Linked DNA regions of Rattus norvegicus: region 2 is linked to region 1. The links are chromatin contacts, called in public Hi-C maps. All regions are on one chromosome and are shown on one strand. Each heading gives the region's core, a stretch centred on a gene start, on an enhancer-like site or on the middle of the called end of the contact. The rest is flanking DNA. Distances are from core to core; before and after follow the strand shown. Region 1 has its middle 42 kb from the start of Ktn1. Region 2 holds the start of Ktn1 (kinectin 1).

The links. Hi-C and Micro-C count contacts between places; a contact is called where the count stands out from the background.
Region 2: a Hi-C map of the A7r5 cell line shows a contact between it and region 1, with 2.2 times the contacts expected there. The contact joins the promoter of Ktn1 here to the enhancer-like site in region 1. A contact is called at or near these places in 3 of 12 Hi-C or Micro-C datasets (the A7r5 cell line, the Rat2 cell line and mammary epithelial cells).

What each region holds. Positions count from the first base shown.
Region 1 is chr15:23,347,949-23,353,177 of GRCr8, reverse strand. No RefSeq gene overlaps it. Among named protein-coding and RNA genes, the nearest start is that of Ktn1, 42 kb to the left of the region's middle. Within about 2 kb of position 2,242, at least 3 of the 93 cell types and tissues checked have an H3K27ac peak or open chromatin away from gene starts, as enhancers often do. A contact at or near this core is called in the A7r5 cell line, where this site is marked.
Region 2 is chr15:23,390,574-23,395,802 of GRCr8, reverse strand. It overlaps Ktn1 (kinectin 1), which reads right to left and starts at 3,233. Exons shown (of 41, transcript XM_063274792.1): 1 at 536-3,233.

The sequences.
Region 1 (5,229 bases), core at 993-3,492:
TCGAGTTCAAGGCTACCGGAATTCAGCATTTGTCCTTGGTGTAAAGACTGCACCACTTGCAGCTCTGATATCCACCTTTGCCTTGGGCTTCTAAAAACAGCTGCTCAGTGAGTGCCAGGACAGCCAAGACTCAACCTCCTCACGCACACCCCGAGGAGTTTGAACTTTGTATTGCTTTTAAAGATTGGTTTTGTTATTTTTTTTTTAATTGTGTGTAGGTTTGTGAGTTTCTGCACGTGGGTATGTTCACATTGCGTTCAAGTGCCCGCAGGGCCCAGAGGTGCCATATTCCTTGGAACTTAAGTTTCAGAGAGTTATGAGCCTCCTGACGTGGGTGCTGGGAACAAAACTCAGGTCCTCTGGAAGAACAGAACGTGCTCTTAAACACTGAGCCATCTCTCTAGCCCCAGTTTTGCATTATTGTAAAGACTTATTTTAAGTCCTTTTCTATATAAATGAAAAGAAAGATAAAAAGCACACTGGTTTGGGGATGTCAAGAAGGCTCAGTGGATAAAACACTTGCCATGGAGCTGCAGTACCCGAGTTCCAACCCGAGACACACACAGTGGAAGGAGAAAACTAAGTCACAAGGTATCCTTTTGACCTCCCAAATTTGCCATCTCCCTCTCCCTCTCCCTGAACCTCCCCAACCCCCTTTCTCTGTCAGAGGACAGTTTCAGGAGTCAGTTTGATCTTTCCCAGCAGGTGGGTCCTAGGGATTAAACTCAGGTCATCAGGCTTGGCAGCCATCTCTCAAAAAGTTAATCTTCGGAGATTTTTACCTCAATTGAGGCACTAAAATGCCAGAGCATCTTGTCTGGAATTTGGCATGTGTTCATGACATACACGTGTAAAGGCAGTTGAAAATAAAATGCCTGTGTGGTGATTTTTAATTAAGCTCATTCCAGAGGATCCTCACACCGGGCACTCATCGGTGTTTAACAAACAGTTCAGTCACAGTGAAGGTTTGGGAACATCCACCCCTCACTGCTGTAAGGACACCTCCCAAAGGCGAGAGCTCGGAAACGAGGACGTGAAAGAACCAGAGGCATGCTGGGTCACAGTCAGCTCACGGTCTCATCTGCTGTATGGAGCAGGGATGGCTTTTCTTGATGAGGGACTACACACTGACCTGGAACTCACATTCACACACTGAAGGATCAGAGAAGCAGTGCCCAGCTGGCCTGGGTTTGATTTGCCTTCGTGCTTCCTATGTATTGAACATTGTATTGGAAAGCTGTCCCATGCTGTTACTTCTCTATTTCTGTGAAGAGATACCATGACCGAGACAACTCATATGAAAGAAAGCATCCTGTTGGTGTTCGCTTACAGTTTCAGGAGGTGAGTAGAGTCCATGGCCACTGTGATTGGGAGTAAGGTAGCAGGCAAGCATGGTGCTGGGCCAGTAGCTAAGAGGTTACACCTGGTTCCCAAGTAGGAAGCAAGAGACCGGGCCTGACATGGGCTTTTGAAAGTTCAAAGTTCACCTCCCAGGGACATATATCCTCTCACAAGGCCGCACCTCCTAATGGATCTCAAAACATTTCCACCAAACCTTGGACCAAGTCTTCAACCGTAGGAGCCTATGAAGGCCATTCTCATTCAAACTGCCATAGTGACCTTTCCAAAGTGAAGTCATGTTCACCGGATCTGGGTGGACATGTCTCTTTAAATAACTGTGTTTTAAATAACTGTGAACTTCAGGAGTTTGCTCTACGCTGCCTCCTCTGGGAAGTGTAGCCTGCCATCCAGCCTCAGCTACCGTTCTTTCCTAGACTCCGCTGGGACTCTTCCCTGAACTCACTGAGTGTTGTCGGTCAGCAGAGCTTGTCTCTGGGTGAGTTGCTTCACTCCCACAGATCTCTTTCCCCTCCTCTGTAATATTTATTTTTCCTTCCCCAGCCCCAGCTTGCAGAATGAGGACTCTGAGGCTCATTCTGTATTATTAGGTGTCTTGGCCATAAGCTTTCACTCACTCCCTGGCTAGCTCATAACTTATTTAACCCATTGAGACTTTTCTACGTCTAACACATGGTCAGTTACCTCTTCTTCGGGTCCAGCCTGCTCCTTTCTTTGACTCTCCCTCAGTGTTTCCCTAGTGTCTTGCTAGAATCTCCTGCCTCTCCTTTTACTCTCTTACTGTTTCCCAAAATACCCTCTCTTCCCATCAGTGTCCCACCTCCTATTTCCTGCCTCTCAGCTCATTGGCCATTGGCGTTTTTATTGACAGGCGATGCTTACAAGAGACTCCACAGAACACATATGAGTATTTTGCCCGCACGAATGTCTGTGCATTGCTGGTGCCTGAGGAGGCCAGAGAAGGTTGTTGGATCCTCTGGAACTGCAGTTACACTTAAGTTGTGTGTAAAAAAAAAAAAAAATCTTGTCTTTAGTTTTATGTGAAACCAAGCCATTAATTATCCTTGGGAATTCGAATTCGGGCAGTGTTTCACGGCCGGTGTGCACACCTACCTGCATAGTTGAAAACTGTGGCTTTCCGTGGTGACTCAGGTGCCGAGCTGCCGTGGTGACTCAGGATTTTCAGCAGATGACTAAGGTGTGTGTCTGTGGTGGGGGGAAGGTTATGCCAAAGTAAGCTCAAGCCTCTTACTCTTCCGGCGCCCTCGCTCTACCCAGCCACCCAAAAGGAGAAAGGGGGCTTCCCAGGCAGCGAGGAGTTCTGAGATTAAGCAATTATTAAAAGGGCAAGAACTCACTTAATTTTGATCTCGAAAAGACTTCCAGGCAATGCGTAAATCAACCTTCATATTCTTGTGATATAAAATCCCTGTCTGGAAACTGACAGCTCAGGGCAGACTTAATTAGAACCATGTCTTTGCTCCCAGGAAAAAAACAAGGCTTCACCAAGCAAAACTGTCACCGGATTAAAAACTGTCCTCCAGGGCTGGAGAGATGGCTCAGTGGTTAAGAGCACCGACTGCTCTTCCCGAGGTCCTGAGTTCAAATCCCAGCAACCACATGGTGGCTCACAACCATCTGTAATGAGATCTGATGCCCTTGTCTGGTGTGTCTAAAGGCAGCTACAGTGTACTCATATATAATAAATAAATAAATAAATAAATAAATAAATAAATAAATAAATAAAATATTTAAAAAAAAAAAAACTGTCCTCCAGTGGCCGGCCTCACCACATTTATGCAGGTTCTTGGTTCTCCAGTATTTCCTAGGCCAAAGAAACCTGCCTCCAACATCAACAGTGGTCAAGGTGCTATGCGTGAGATGCACGTACCCAGACTAGCTGCTGTAAACAGAACCCGACGGTATACACTGCACAGACAGACCTGCATTAATAACACAGTAACTAATCCGATGTATTTGAAGAAGTAGCTTCTGGTTCCCTACCCTGGGATGTACTCACACCCCTCCTGCTCTGATCCCCAAAACATGTTCGGTTTGTCAAACCGGAAGCTCTTTCTTTCGTCGAGAGGAAGGAGCGCCCCCTAGTGAAAGTCTTTCCTAACATTTCTTTAACACTCCAGGTCCATCTACAGTTCTTTTGCTATTGATTTCTGGTAAATAGTTCTTCGGGATTTTAGGGAGCCATGAGGTGTTCTGATACGTGTATACATTGTACAATGATAAAATCACTGTAAGGAGGGCTGGAGAGATGGCTCAGCGGTTAAGAGCACCCGACTGCTCTTTCAGAGGTCATGAGTTCAATTCCCAGCACATGGTGGCTCACAACCATCTGTAAAGAGATCCGATGCCCTCTTCTGGTGTATCTGAAGACAGCTACAGTGTACTTATATATAATAAATAAATAAATCTTTAAAAAAAAAATCACTGTAAGGAGCATAGATAGCTATCACCTCAAATGTTCATTACTCATTTCTGGTGAAAAGTCCAAAATTTTCTAAAATTTTGAAATATTCGTGATTGTTAACTGTAGTTACCCTAGGGTACAGTAAAATAACGAAATTTATTCCTTTTTTAAAAATATTTTTAAAGATTTACTTATTTATTATATATAAGTCCACTATCACTGTCTTTTTTTTTTTTTTCCTTTTCTTTTTTTTCGGAGCCGGGGACCGAACCCAGGGCCTCGCGCTTGCTAGGCAAGCGCTCTACCACTGAGCTAAATCCCCAACCCCCACCGTCACTGTCTTACAGACACACCAGAAGAAGGTGTCAGAGCCCATTACAGATGGTTGTGAGCCACCATGTGGTTGCTGGGAATTGAACTCAGGACCTCTGGAAGAGCAGCCAGTGCTCTCAACCACTGAGCCATCTCTCCAGCCCATGAAACTTATTCCTATTTATTTGTAATTTTGTACTTTGTTGAAGGGACATCCCTATTTTTCTTTCTAGAGTCCAGGCCTAAAACTTATGTGACTGTGACTTGAAAGTCTGAGGCCTGGGGTTGGGGATTTAGCTCAGTGGTAGAGCGCTTGCCTAACAAGCACAAGGCCCTGGGTTCGGTCCCCAGCTCCGAAAAAAAGAAAGTCTGAGGCCTGATGCCCAGAAACCTTTAGCTATTGTCTAAGAGTTGCAAAAAAAAAAAAAAAAAAAAAAAAAAAAAAAAAAAAAAAAAAGAAGAAGAAGAACCCAGTGGTTCCAGAGTGTGTGTGTGTGTGTGTGTGTGTGTGTGTGTGTGTGTGCGTGCATGAGTACCTGTGAGTGTATGCATGTATGCATTCGTGAGGAGATGCTTGTGCAAACAAGTATATGCACATCTATGTGGAGGCCAGAGGCTGATCTCACTGTTCTTCCCCATGGCTCTTTCCCCTGTGTTTTGAGACAAGATCCCTTGGTAACCTGGAGCTCCCAGACTCAGCTCTACTGTCCAGCCAGCTAGCACAGGGCATCCTCCTGTTTCCACCTCCCAGTGCTGGGATGACAGGGGCACTCTTGGCTTTTACATCAGTGCTAGAAATTGAGTTCAAGTCCTCACACTTGTGCGTCAAGCATTTTACAGACTGCACCATCTACCCAGCACCCCCAAAGTTTTAAATTCTCAAACTGAAATGGGTAAATATGGCTAAATGTCTCCAAATATCAATTCATTGTATCTTAGTTACCTTTCTTTTTTTTTTTCCCCTTTTTCTTTTTTTTGGAGCTGGGGACTGAACCCAGGGCCTTGCGCTTGCTAGGCAAGCACTCTACCACTGAGCTAAATCCCCAACCCCTTAGTTACCTTTCTGTTGTTATGATCAGATACCTGACCAAGGCAATACCTAGAAGAGAGAGTCTACTGGGGCCTTACTGTTT
Region 2 (5,229 bases), core at 1,984-4,483, 42 kb before region 1:
AAAGGGTTATATACTAGGTATACTTTATGATACTAAAGTGTTTAATAAATACACTTGAGGAATTTTCCCGATATATTTGAGTGTGTGTCTCAGTAATGTAGAACACCTTATTCTCTAATGCACCTGATAATTGAGACATAAGTCTACTGAGGGCTACAAAATTGAGAGCCGTTTCTGACTCAGGGTTGGCATGGGAAAGGAACCTACATAATTAAGCCCAGCTATTTCGTCTAAGGCCTCTAGAAGAAAGGTGGAATGGGAAAGAGGCTTGTTTATCAAGCAATACATCAGATAGGAAAGTCTACCGCGGGACACACAGAATACAGGTCAGCCTGAGTGCTCCAGGGCAGCTCCTGGAAAGATTATCTCAGGTCTCATCACCAAATGCTTTTACTGGAGCCACTGCTGCCATTGCTTGCGGGTAAGGGGAAAGAAAAGACAAGTGCAACCTAATTGAGGCAGAAGGTCAAATCACGCCTAAGTCACCTGCTACACAAGAGAATGTCTGGTTCACCTTTGAGGGGCTCCTCTTTACCTGGGTGTGGAGAGGAAATTTCTCAAAACACTCCAAAACTTTGAACTGTTCAGCCGCAGCTTTTGAAGCTGCGCGTATTCACATAGATGCTTAAGAATCCATATCTGGCAGAAGCCACGCTGTTAGAATCCCGGTTTCCTCCTAGAAGGACCCGAAGACACTAAGCAGCGCACTTTTTAACCTAAACCGAGATGCAGCGGGACAAAGAAAGGGACGCTGCTCCTCCTTGCTCCGGTCTCGAAGGCCGAATTCGGCTTCCTTACCCCGAACGCGGCTAGATCCGGGACGTCCCAAATTCCATTGTTGGGCAACAAGGCGGACACACCCCTGGGAGAGAGGGAGAACTTCGCAGAATTCCCCCTAACTCTACAACCTGGTGGTGGGAGGGGCCGCACTCCGGGACAAGCGAGGGGCCATCCGCTCCAGCACCGCTCACATGTGGCCCACCCCGGGCCCAGGCGCCCGAGGCGTGGCGCTCCCTCCGGTCACCCTCTTCAGAGCCTTAATCCGCCCGCCAGCCCCGGGGCCTGCGAGCCGGGCTAAAAATAGGTTCCTCGGTCACCCCGCAGCCCGGTCGGGCCGACCTCGCCCTCAGAGGAGACGGCCCAAGAGCTCGGGCCACTCGCGGAGCTGGGGTCGGACCTGACGGCCGTGGGGAAATCGCCCAGCCGGAACCCTGGAGCCGGAACCTCCTCAGAGCGAGCCAGCGGCGGCGCGGCCTGGGCGGACGCTACACACTGCGACCCCCGGGCGGAGGCCTACCGGGCGAGCGCTCTCCCAACCCCTCGCCCCAGCGCACCGGAGTCCCCGGCCCTGCTCCTCACCCTGCGCAGCCGGGAACCAGGCCGGGACGACGCAGCGACGCGAGCTCTACCTCCGGGTCAGCGTGCTACGAGGCCCCGCCGCAGTAGCTCAGGTGCCGTCGCACCGCCCCGCAGGAAACGGGAGGCTTCGGGGCGGGGCGGCTCCGCACGTCCGGGCGTCGCGGCCAAAGGGACGCGGAGACCGGCCCCTTAAAGGGACAGGTCGGCGCAGCCGGCGGCCTGGAGATGCCCCGCGCTGTCCTGCAGAGACGCCACCCCTCAGCCTGGAAGTCCCTGAGGAATCCCTTCATCCACTCAGCCCTACTCTGCCTCTCCCAGTCAGCCTTGGTCTCACGTGACCCTCGCACAAAAGTACCACTTGGCCCCCGACACGGTTTAACCCTACTCCAAGTTGCAAGATATTGTGAGGCTGCAGTGCTGGTTGGCTGCTGGCCATTCCTTAGGCAAGGAAGGGTAAATAACTAGAAACTGCAGCGCTACGAGGGGTTGACCAGAATCCCTGCGTCTCTCTGCTCTTTGCTGTGAGGATGGAAGCTTTTTCTCCGGTGTTGCTTTTTAGTGTTTATTTTATTTTTTTATTAATCTGTCAGATAACACCAGTCACTACCCAGAACATATCTACAACATACTCTAAGCTCTCAAAAGTTACCAAATGACTGACACGCTTCTGAAGAGTGGGGTAGAGATGTAGAATCAGACTCACCATTACCCAGAGGCCATCCTTAAGGCTTTGAGCATCAAATAAGTCTCAACATTAACAGAGAATGTCCTTCTCTGGTTACAAAAGCGCTGCGCATCTATGAGTGTTCAAATGATTTCTGCCCAAGCTTTCCAGAGCTCTTCCAAAGCAGAAATGAAAACTGAAACCTATGTAGCAGCACCCCGATGAGGTGTTGAGAATTCCACCAGTGTCCAGTCACCACTTTCTCTATGGCGACATTCTCTCAGATTTTAATCCAAGGAGCTCGCTCTTTTTCCTTCTCCTAAGTATTACTCAGCACTCAGTAGCTCCAAGGCCAGCAAAACACTATTTCTGAGCTATTGTCTCCTGAGACTGTGATACTGTGAGTGCCAGAAGATTTGGCTTTGTTGGGAAGAGTGGCTATTAGTGGCTTAATACAAAGTGGAACTGTATCATTTCTGTAATGGCATTTAAAGTTTCTTGAATAGCTTACAAACAACTCTGTAATCGCGCCCCCGCCCCCCCCCCACAAAAAAGTTTCCAGTTAGAATTACTTTTTTTTCTATCTGACTTTAGGAAAAGGACACCATCATTTACACACAAATGATACTTGGGTTCGTTTGTAAGTTAGACAGCAGCACGAGTCTTTAGGGAAACATTATCCAAATGTCTTATAGTCAGTACAGAAGTATAAAAGTACCAACCACTTCTATTCTGCATGAACTTTGACTTTTCAAAGGGAGGAGCAGCTGGATGGTTCATCCTTTATAAACTTTCTAATTGCTCACATCAAAACAAAAAGATTTACTAGAAATGTTGCACATGGCAAGCCCTATTGGGATTTAAGACCAACCCTTAAGTTTTGAAGTATAGTAAAATGTAACATAATTAACTATAGTTAACACATGTAATTAACCTAAGCTATAATTAACTATGACGGCTGCTCACTACCCACCGATGTTGCTGAAACCCACAACTAACTTGCTAAAAGGGATTAGCACTCAGCATCTGAGTTAGCTCTTAAAACAATCAAAAATTAAACCTTATTGAAAACTATAAGGTATAACGTGGCTACCTAAAGACTATTTCTCTCCCCCCCCCCCCATTTGACAAAAGCATGGTTTACTGCTTTTAGCATGTAGCAATTTCCTTCCTTCTGGATTTTGGAAAAGATTTAAAGACATGCAATAAATTGAAAGATAAAGAGAAGTCTGTTCCTGTTTTGCCCATGTAGGCTTCCCAGACTCGGGGAGTTCTATAGAGATCTGAGTAACCTATGAGTAAGAAAGAGATTACTCTGGGAAGCCAGAGGTAGGCATAGAAGTAAAGCAGCTCACAGAACTGAGAGGGAGGATGTCAGGCCTGCCTTCATCTGAATAAGAGTAAGAAGGTTGTCAGAAACTCCAGCTGCAGATCTACAAGTAACCTGCTCTTAAACAAAGGAGCTGGTGCACAGATGGGGGCTAGTGCTGTACCCTTTCTTCTTAGGTAATCTTCTCAAGAATGCGGAATGCGAAGGCTTTTATAACAAAGAAGGTCACAGCCGGTTGCCACTCCTATGTCCCTATTGAATCTGGGAGGGCTCTCAGATGTGACAGAATTAACATTATGCCAAGTTTGGGGCCCACATCGTTCCACTCTCTTGGAGCCACTGATCTTAGAGCTCTAAGTTGCCTCTTAAGAAGTCCCACCCCTGGAGCTATGGTGGCACAAGCCCTTTAATCCCAGCTCCTGGGAGGCAGAGGCATGTGGATCTCTGAGGCCAGCCTGGCCTACAGAGAAAGTTCCAGGACTAAGGAGAGGAAACCAAAAACAAAAGAAACAAGGAAACTCCCCTCCATTGCTGAGAACCTTGAGACTAGATGTCGAGGAAAAGACTCAACTGGACCCCTAGTCTTTCAAGTAGCTTGCCCTTCCAAGATGCCATTGTCGAATGCACCCTCCATTCACCAGCGTTGGTTCAACAGTTTTAAGAGCTACCTTTTGGAAACGTCTATATATTGTTTGGGGAATGTCACACTTCTACGAAAAAATGAGGAGAGTCCAAGCTTTATTGCAAGTTGCTATTCTGTGAAGGCTATAAAATGATTTTTCTGGATGACAAGCCCCGTGTCACAGAGCTCTGACTGGCAGCCCCCTGGCATCCTAAGGGGCCTTCCTTCCTTCTATCAGTAACACTCCCCTGGCTCTCTTGTTCATATGCTCAGGCTGTCAGCGCTCCCTGCAGCTCTCTGCTCTCGTTCTCTCTCTCTAGCTCTCTCTGGCTCTCAGTTGTGTGAGAAGTACCCACTGATAGGTCATTTCTCCGCCAGTGAAATGGGCCAATTCAAGCCAGATTAGATTAGATTAAAGGCAGGTTTATTGAGAAGCTACTCTCCAGTGAGTCCACTGGCCCCAAGAATTGAGGGAAGTCGCCATGGGGTGGGGTGGGAGAGAGGAAAGATAGAGAAAAGGAGTACGTGAGGATCGAGACGCAGAGAGGAGGGAGAGAGGAAGGAGGGAGGGAGAGAGACAGAGACAGAGAGTGCACAATACTTCAGGGTTGGGACAGGACTTACCAGGTAGGGACTGGAGGATGCTTTGAGAACCTGGAGGCCAGGTCTGCTTTGATATGTAAAATATGCACCTCAGTACCTTGTCCCCCAGTGTCTGAAACTAAATATCCACTAGTGTGTTATCATTACCCATTTGATACCGGTCCCGGCAATTTGCTTCTGTACCCACAGCGGGGGTTCTGCAGCACTCCTCAGCAAAGTGACCAGTGACATTCCCAGCAACAAAGCACCTTAGAGTCATTTGGTGGAACCTCTCTGTCATGTGATACCACTGATTGTTTCTTGAAAAGCTCCTCAGGCTTTGACCTGTCACGTGACTTTTCTGAAATACAAGACAGCATAGCTTCTGAGATGGGAACCCACTTCCCAGCAGAAAGACTCATGCTATAGCTAAGGCCTGAAGTATTTACCAGAAGTAGCTAACACGAGGGATGGAGTGATGGGAAGTGGCTGTTAGAGACCCATTTCTGGTGATTGAGCAGGAGAGATCATGGCTTGCAGCACTGAAATTTTGCTGTACAGGAGCAAGATAAGCTCCAGAGCTGCCAATTGCAGTCAGAGAGTGCAAGAGACACAGACCCCTGAAGTCACTACAGGAGTAGGAGAGAGAGAGAGAGAGAGAGAGAGAGAGAG